2 separate regions of the Sus scrofa genome follow, and region 1 is linked to region 2. Evidence: chromatin contacts called from public promoter capture Hi-C data. All regions are on one chromosome and are shown on one strand. The core of a region is the stretch at or near the end of the contact, and the rest is flanking DNA. Distances in the headings are between cores, read along the strand shown. Region 1 holds the start of C2H11orf84. Region 2 overlaps NAA40 (N-alpha-acetyltransferase 40).

Region 1 (3,502 bases), core at 866-3,365, 120 kb after region 2:
GTCACATGCCCTAACTTCCCATCTGACCTTTCCGCTTACATATGTCATAAATAAACAGGTTCCAACCTTAATGCCCTACCCCACAATCCTGCACCCCAGCCCTCCCATCTCAGCAAGTGGGAAGCCCATCCTTCCAACCCCCTGGCCCAAAGCCTTCCTTTAGTCTTTTTTTCCTCCCCCACCCCAAATCTTCCAGGAAGCTTCTGCTTCAGGACCTGTGCACTTGTCATAAGCTCTGCCCAAATGTTTTGCCTCCGATTATCTACAGGTTCTCTTCCCTCGCTTTCTTAGGGTCTATGCTTAAAATGCATCTTTTTACAGAAGCCTTTCCTGCCCACTTGACAGGCAAATAAAACACCCCAACTCTTTTCTCCTTACTTTGACTTACTTTTCTCTGAATCACGTATTGCCACTCAACATGCGACACACATGTCTATATTTGCTTTTGTTCATTAGTGTGTGTGTGCACGCGTGCGCGTGTTCCAGAGAGCAGAGCTCTATCTTTGCTTATAGCAATTAGCATGGCCAGTCTAAAACAGTGTCCGAAATAGCAGGGGCTCCCCAAAATACCTGATGAATGACTTTTACTTCTCTGGGGAAGAAGAATGCTCTTGGTGAGAGGATTAACTCAGCCAGCCTGGCACTGAGCACTCAGAAGCAGGGAAAGAACCTCTTTTGCTTTGAAAGCTCTCAGAAGGGTAGCGGGCCTTTTCTTTCCCGCATTTTATAACCCCCATGACTGCAAAAAGAAGGCAGGCAGTGCAGGGAGACACGGATACACTCTACTGAAGCTAAAGGAAAAGGCCTCCCTCTCACCCTCTTTCGGGTATTGTCCCCCATAAAGAATGAGCTATCTAGGAATGAAAAGATCTGCATTTTCCTGAACAGTAAGGCTTCCACCACAGTGGCCCTTGACTTTTCTTTATGATTTGCAAGATCCTGAGGACTGCAGAAAGCGGTGAGGGAGGAGGGAAAAGCGAGAGCTCCCAGACTGCTCCTCAAACCCCTTCCCAAGGCCAATCTCTTCGTAGTGGCTGAGGGCGCCCTTCAGAGCACTTCTTTTGCAAAACTGGGTGCTGTTTGCTATCTATCCCTTTCACTCCTCAAGCGCTGGAATCTGACACCTGTGGCTCATTCAAGTGCAAGGCCCGGGAATGCAGAGGGGACAGCAGAAAAGCTTTAGGAACGGAGCGCCCTGAAAATCCTCCTCTTGGCGGGCTGAAGAGGCGCCTGCCTCCACCCACCGAGTCGCTCCGGACACCACGGTGCGTGGCCCAGCCTCCGGCCTGGAGGCCCTGCAGCCCCTCGGCCTAGAACACAGCCTGGACCATGCGCCTGCCTCTGCCTCCGCAGTATCCGCGGTTTGGGGGACCGGCCAGCGTCACCTCGAAGCCGTCGTGCTGGGCCCGGGCGAGGGGGCGCTCGGGCACCGGAAGATCCGGAGCGCGCGGGGCGTGGATCGAAGGCTCCAGACCCTGGGCGGGGGCGGGGGAGGGGGAATTCGGGGAGGCCTGAGATTCCAAACCCTGGTGGGGGTGGAGCAAGAACCCGCCAGGGCCTCAGACTGAGGGGGGGAGGGGGCGGCCGGGCCCCAGGCCCGAGCAGGTTGGGGGCGCTTGGGCCCCATACTGGAGGTGGAGGAGGGGGCACCAGGGCCCCCGACTGGGGATGGGAAACCCCGGCTCCAGACCGTGACGCGGAAGTGGGATCCCCTCCCATCCTCACCTCGGAGCATCGGCTCGGGCCGCGGAATTACGGCCACCACCATGGCCTCCTCGTCGTCCTCCCCTTCCTCGCATTTGAGCGTCACCTCGAAGCAGTCGAGTGCGGAGCCCTCGGCCTTCAGGGCCATGGCGCGGCCGGGGCTGGGGGGTGGATCTCGGTGACCTGACGCCGGAGGACAGCCGCACAGGCCTTGGCGCGCAAACCAGCAGCCGCCTCCCGCCCACTGCAGCCCCCTCCCCGCCGCTCGCCGGCCGGGCCTGCGACCGGCGCGTCAGGGCCTCCCCGAGACCTAGAGCGTCGGGACCCCGGGCGGGGAGGGCTCAATCCGGGGCCCCAGCCCCCGCCGCTCCCTTTTATGGAGGCTCATTGTCGGCGCCCGCCCGGCCGGCCCGCTGCGGGCCCGCCCCCGGCTCCGCGCGGCCAATCGCGCTTGGCCCCGCCCCGGGCACGCGGCTCCGTTAGAATCCCGGGGACCCGCAGGGGGCGGGAAGGGTCGTGGGCTTCCGGCCGCCCTCCCGTGCGGAGGCGGGGGTCGCTAGCCAGCAGAGGGGGCACCCTGAGTTCCCCAAAGCCAGGAGCATCCTGAGCTGGTGACCTCTCCTGGCGGGTCGCCCTCCACTCAAACACCCGTCGGGCACGTCATTGGCTGGCAAGGAGAGCGCTACCAGGGGCCCCAGGATTTTGATAGGGGTCGTTCTTGCCTTTTCCTGTACAAGCCTTCCTCCGCCAGAAGATGCCCCGGGCGCAAACATAACCGGTGGGGGAGCGGAAAGGGCTTTGGCGTGGGAACAATGGAGACTGAATTCCTTCTGATTTGCTAGCGCTGTGACCTTGAGTACCTTATCAGTTTTCTTAGACTCTTTCGTCCTTTCAAAAAAAAAAACCTTGTGGAGCCTTCTGGACAAGGGAATGCAAAGTCTAAGAACCAAGTAGAATGTGGGCACGCGGAAACCACCCCAAGGGTTGTGATTTCCACCTTTATTTATTTATTTTTTTTGTCTGTTTGCCTTTTCTTGGGCCGCTCCCACGGCATATGGAGGTTCCCAGGCTAGGGGCCGAATCGGAAGTGTAGCCACCAGCCTAAGCCAGAGCCACAGCAATGCAGGATCCGAGCCGCGTCTGCAACCTACACCACAGCTCACGGCAACCCGGATCGTTAACCCACTGAGCAAGGGCAGGGACCGAACCCGCAACCTCATGGTTCCTAGTCGGATTCCTTAACCACTAGCGCCACGACGGGAACTCCCCACCTTTATTTTTTATTTTTTTGCTTTTTAGGGCTGCACCCTAGGCATATGGAAGTTCCCAGGCTAGGGGTGGAATCAGAGCTACAGCTGCTAGCCTACACCACAGCCACAGCAACACCAGAGCCTGGCCTTGTCTCTGACCTACACCACAGCTCATGGCAAGGCTGGATCCTTAACCCACTGAGCTGAGCGGGGCCAGGGATTGAATTTGCATCCTCATGGATACAAGTCAGGTTCTTAACCTGCCAAGCCACAACGGGAACTCCTGATTTCCACTTTTTAAATGTGAGTCCAGAGATTGTGACCTTCCCCAAAGGTCACGCAGATGTCCTTGAGAGCCCCAAGACCTGAGTCCAGTTGCCATGACGCTGCTGCATCATAATCCTGGTCTGGCAGAGCTTTGATCTCTAAGACATAGAATGTACATCACCTGCTCTAGAAGCCTTCATGAGATTTGCAGTGGAGAAAATGTCTGACGCTGAAAATCCATCTTAAAATGCCACTGACAGAGTTCCCGTTGTGGCTCAGGA
Region 2 (3,430 bases), core at 898-3,397:
CCGCCTCACAATGCGCGCGGGGCGCCGCTCTCCCTCCCAAGTGATGGGATTCCGAGGGCTGCAGTCAGAGGGGGGCAAAGGGGCGAAGCTGGGCTGCAGGCTCTGGAGCCAGGGCTGGGCTGCAGGCTCTGGCAGATGATCACGCAGGGACATCGAAGGAGAGCTGGGGTCTGCGGCCCTGGACTTTGTGCATGACTGACTTTGTGCATGACTACAGGGGACGCCTTCTCCTCTGGAGAAGAGCTACAAGCGGTCTGACACAGGCTGGTCATCACCAATGGCCCTATCCCTGTCCCAAGTCCCTCTCCCAGCCCTCCACTGTGGCCATTCCTTGATATTGACCTTCTCAACTCGTCTCCCCTCTTCCTGTGCAGACTCCATGGGACAGAGACAGGCCTCAGGAGAGAGCGCCCCTACTGGCCAGGCCCTGAGAGGGAAGCAGGACCTCAGGACCAACAGGTGTCTGCCTTGCCAGGCGTGGAGTCCGCCAGAACCTACAGCCCACAACTCCACTGCGAAGTGTGACACTGACATCTGAATGGCCTGTACGGCAACGACGTCCGGTCTGGGGGCACGACCATCTACCAGGGCACTGCCCAGGCCCCCAGCACCATGAAGATAAAGGTTGAGGGGGAAGGGACCCTCCCAACCACTGGAGGACTGTGCTGGCAGATGGCTCTTCCTCAGAAGCAGAAACAGCTTCTCACAGTTTCTGCCAGGGAGGCAGCCGGGGAGGGAAGGGACTTGGGAGTCAAGCAGAAAGTGGAGTCCCCTGGCTCACTACTGTTTTTTTCTCCTGCTCCCTACACCTGGGGCATGTGGAAGTTTCCAGGGCAGGGATCGAACCTGCACCATGGCAGCAACCCAAGCCGCTACAGTGACAAAGGTGGATCCTTAACCCATTGGGCCACTAAGGAACTCCACTGCTGTGTCTTACTTGGCCCTCCTGGGCTTCAGGTGACCTGTCAGATGGGGACAACACCTCCAACCCGAGGTGTGAATCCTGACCCTTCCACCAGGACCAGGGACAAGTCACTGCACACGCTAGGACTCTCAACTTACCTTTAAACGGAGACTACTCCCTCCACAGAGGACTAGCGTTGCTGCCTGGATTAAAGGAGGTGATCAGAGGAAGTGAGCATCGCCCAGTGCTCGGTGCTCAGTAAGCGCTAAGTGGGAGTCGCTGATCCCAAAGGCCAGCTAACTCCCCCACCACAGCCAAGTAAACTACGCGCCTGCCTCGGGCTGGCTGGTCTCCAAGGCGCCTCTGCAGCATCTCCCTAGCCGCCCAGCCCCTGGACCTCAGGCAGTGTAGAATCCGCCTCTGTTGCACTTGGAGAGGGAGAAACCTGTCGTGTTTGAAGTGACCGCTTTCAGAGCCTGGCGGTACACACCATCAGGTGGCCAGGCTTCTCACTGGGGAAACACAATCCCCTCCAGATCGGCTCAGGCTCTGACCGAAGTGGAAGACCTCCCACCCAGCCGCTCCAGCTGCTCCCCGAAGGGGTGGCGCCCCAGCAAGTGTCACTCAAGTAAAGAAGTCTGAGCTACTGCTGGAAGGAGGACCAAAGAGAGAACCGGGCCATTTAGGAAGGGGGAGCGGAGAGCACAGATTGGGCCGAGGGTGGCAGTGGGCAAAGAAAGGGCTTCCACCCGCCCAGCTCTGGCCGCTTACCCTGTAGCAAGGGGATGGCCGAAGCAAGGAGGGCCTCCTGGGATCAACCAGCCCTCGAGGAATATGGCACTCAGGAGGCACAGCCCGTCACAGGGGAACGTCTGCGGCCTGACCCGCCAGCATGAGAAATGCTCTCCCCTTTCCCAAGGACGGATGCCTCTCTTTGCGCCTCCCAGGCAGGACAGCTGCACAAATCACCCCTGGCTGTGCCCCTCCCGCGGGACTGAGGCCACAACCCATGGGACAGCTGTTAACCCCTCTCCTTCCCCCACATCACTGCCCGCCAGGGCGCAAACACTCTGCGTGGCCTGGGGCTCCATCGTGGCCGCCCTCCCCACCTTCCAGATGTGACCACTAGGCAGGAGCGCGAGGAGGCCGGCCCCTCAGGTCCACAGGAAGTGCTCTGAGCCCTGGCTCCCGGTCCACTTCCTGCCTCTCCGCCCCGCTCACCCTGGGCCAGGCGCGGGCAGGAGTCCCGCCTGGGAGAGAAGCCGCGTAGCTCCCTCGGTCACACTGGGAGCCAGGGCCTCCCCAGCTCCTAACTTTCCTGCCCTGTCAGGCCTGGCGTGAATTACTCTTCCTCTGAGCCTTTGCCTTTTGTGAGTGGAGGCAAGAGGGAGCTGGAGCCTTTTTAAGAGACAAAAAGTACCCTAAGAAGCCAATACCGTAAAAGGGGGGGAAGCAACGCAGACACCCTGGCCTGTTCAACTCCCACGCGGCACTCTGGAATTGAGCCACGGATGCCTACTGTCACAACACCTGGCTTGGGACTCTCACCAGTGGGCAGAGCAGGCGCCCCTCTCAAGAGACCACCTCTGACCTCTAACCAGGGCTTTTAGGAAGTGGCACCCACACGCATGCGGCCTCGGTTCCCCCGCCTGGCTGCTGGCCCCAGACACCCTGAAGGTCTTGCAGCCCGCAGCTTCCTCCACAGGAAGGGGTGTGAGGCGGTCCCAGCAACGTGAAGCACTGGGCAGCCTGAGGCCACGCGGCCCGGGGCAGCCCAGCATCAGGAAGCCGTTCCGCAGCTGAACAAAGTGTCTTTTATTTGTGACATACAAATACCACCAACGCAAAAAGAGATCACTTTTTCCTTCGATTCCAGTGATAACAAGTTACTAAAGAAAAAATATATCAAGAGGTTTATCTTCAAACTTTCCTCTAAAACAAACCAGGAAGGGTTAAAAACAACATACGCATGTGATATAAACATCTGACATCAATGAAAAGATCCCGAAATAGGGTGGACACAACTGAAAAACAAATCTCAAAATTAACATTTGAACATGCCCCCAGTAAACCAAAAAGCCTGGTACAAAAGGCCTGCTGTTTCTCAAAACCAAGATTCTGAGGAAAAGGAGAGGCTGCTGGCTGAGAACCGCACGGGGGCGCAACACCAACAACGGGATGAACCGAGGGTCTCAGGAGCGCCTCCTCACCTGGCCGGACCCCCCAGCGGCTCTTGGGAAGCGGCCGAGGTGGCCAGACGAGCAGGGCCCAGCACCACGTGCCCACCTAACCACGGGCTCGGTGCCAAGTGGCCAACAAGGGGAAAGAGACACGTACACTGAACTCACCTTATGTGGGATTGACACTGGGGGCCCTTTTGGTCCCCTTGAGTGGGAGGTATTAGAAATCCAGGATCTAAGACAATAAATACTCATCATTCTGCGTCCTTTGAGAGACAGCAGGGATCAGAGGAAAAACTTTGAATATGCTTCTGTCGTGCCATGATTCTTGGAAGGAGCCCTGCAA

Evidence for each region. Promoter capture Hi-C pulls out the DNA fragments that hold promoters and counts their contacts.
Region 1: a promoter capture Hi-C map of fetal skeletal muscle shows a contact between it and region 2, with 4 times the contacts expected there. The contact joins the promoter of C2H11orf84 here to the enhancer-like site in region 2. A contact is called at or near these places in 1 of 5 promoter capture datasets (fetal skeletal muscle), 6 of 47 Hi-C or Micro-C datasets (adipocytes, alveolar macrophages, blood and 3 more) and 2 of 2 datasets of contacts at active chromatin or transcription factors (alveolar macrophages and skeletal muscle).

The regions. Positions count from the first base shown.
Region 1 is chr2:8,237,393-8,240,894 of Sscrofa11.1, forward strand. C2H11orf84 reads right to left here and starts at 2,116. Exons shown (of 6, transcript XM_003353799.4): 1 at 1,726-2,116. The coding sequence starts at 1,852.
Region 2 is chr2:8,112,589-8,116,018 of Sscrofa11.1, forward strand. NAA40 (N-alpha-acetyltransferase 40) reads right to left here. Exons shown (of 8, transcript XM_021082889.1): 8 at 2,700-3,430. Among named protein-coding and RNA genes, the nearest start is that of NAA40, 16 kb to the right of the region's middle. Within about 2 kb of position 2,148, at least 15 of the 83 cell types and tissues checked have an H3K27ac peak or open chromatin away from gene starts, as enhancers often do. A contact at or near this core is called in fetal skeletal muscle and skeletal muscle, where this site is marked.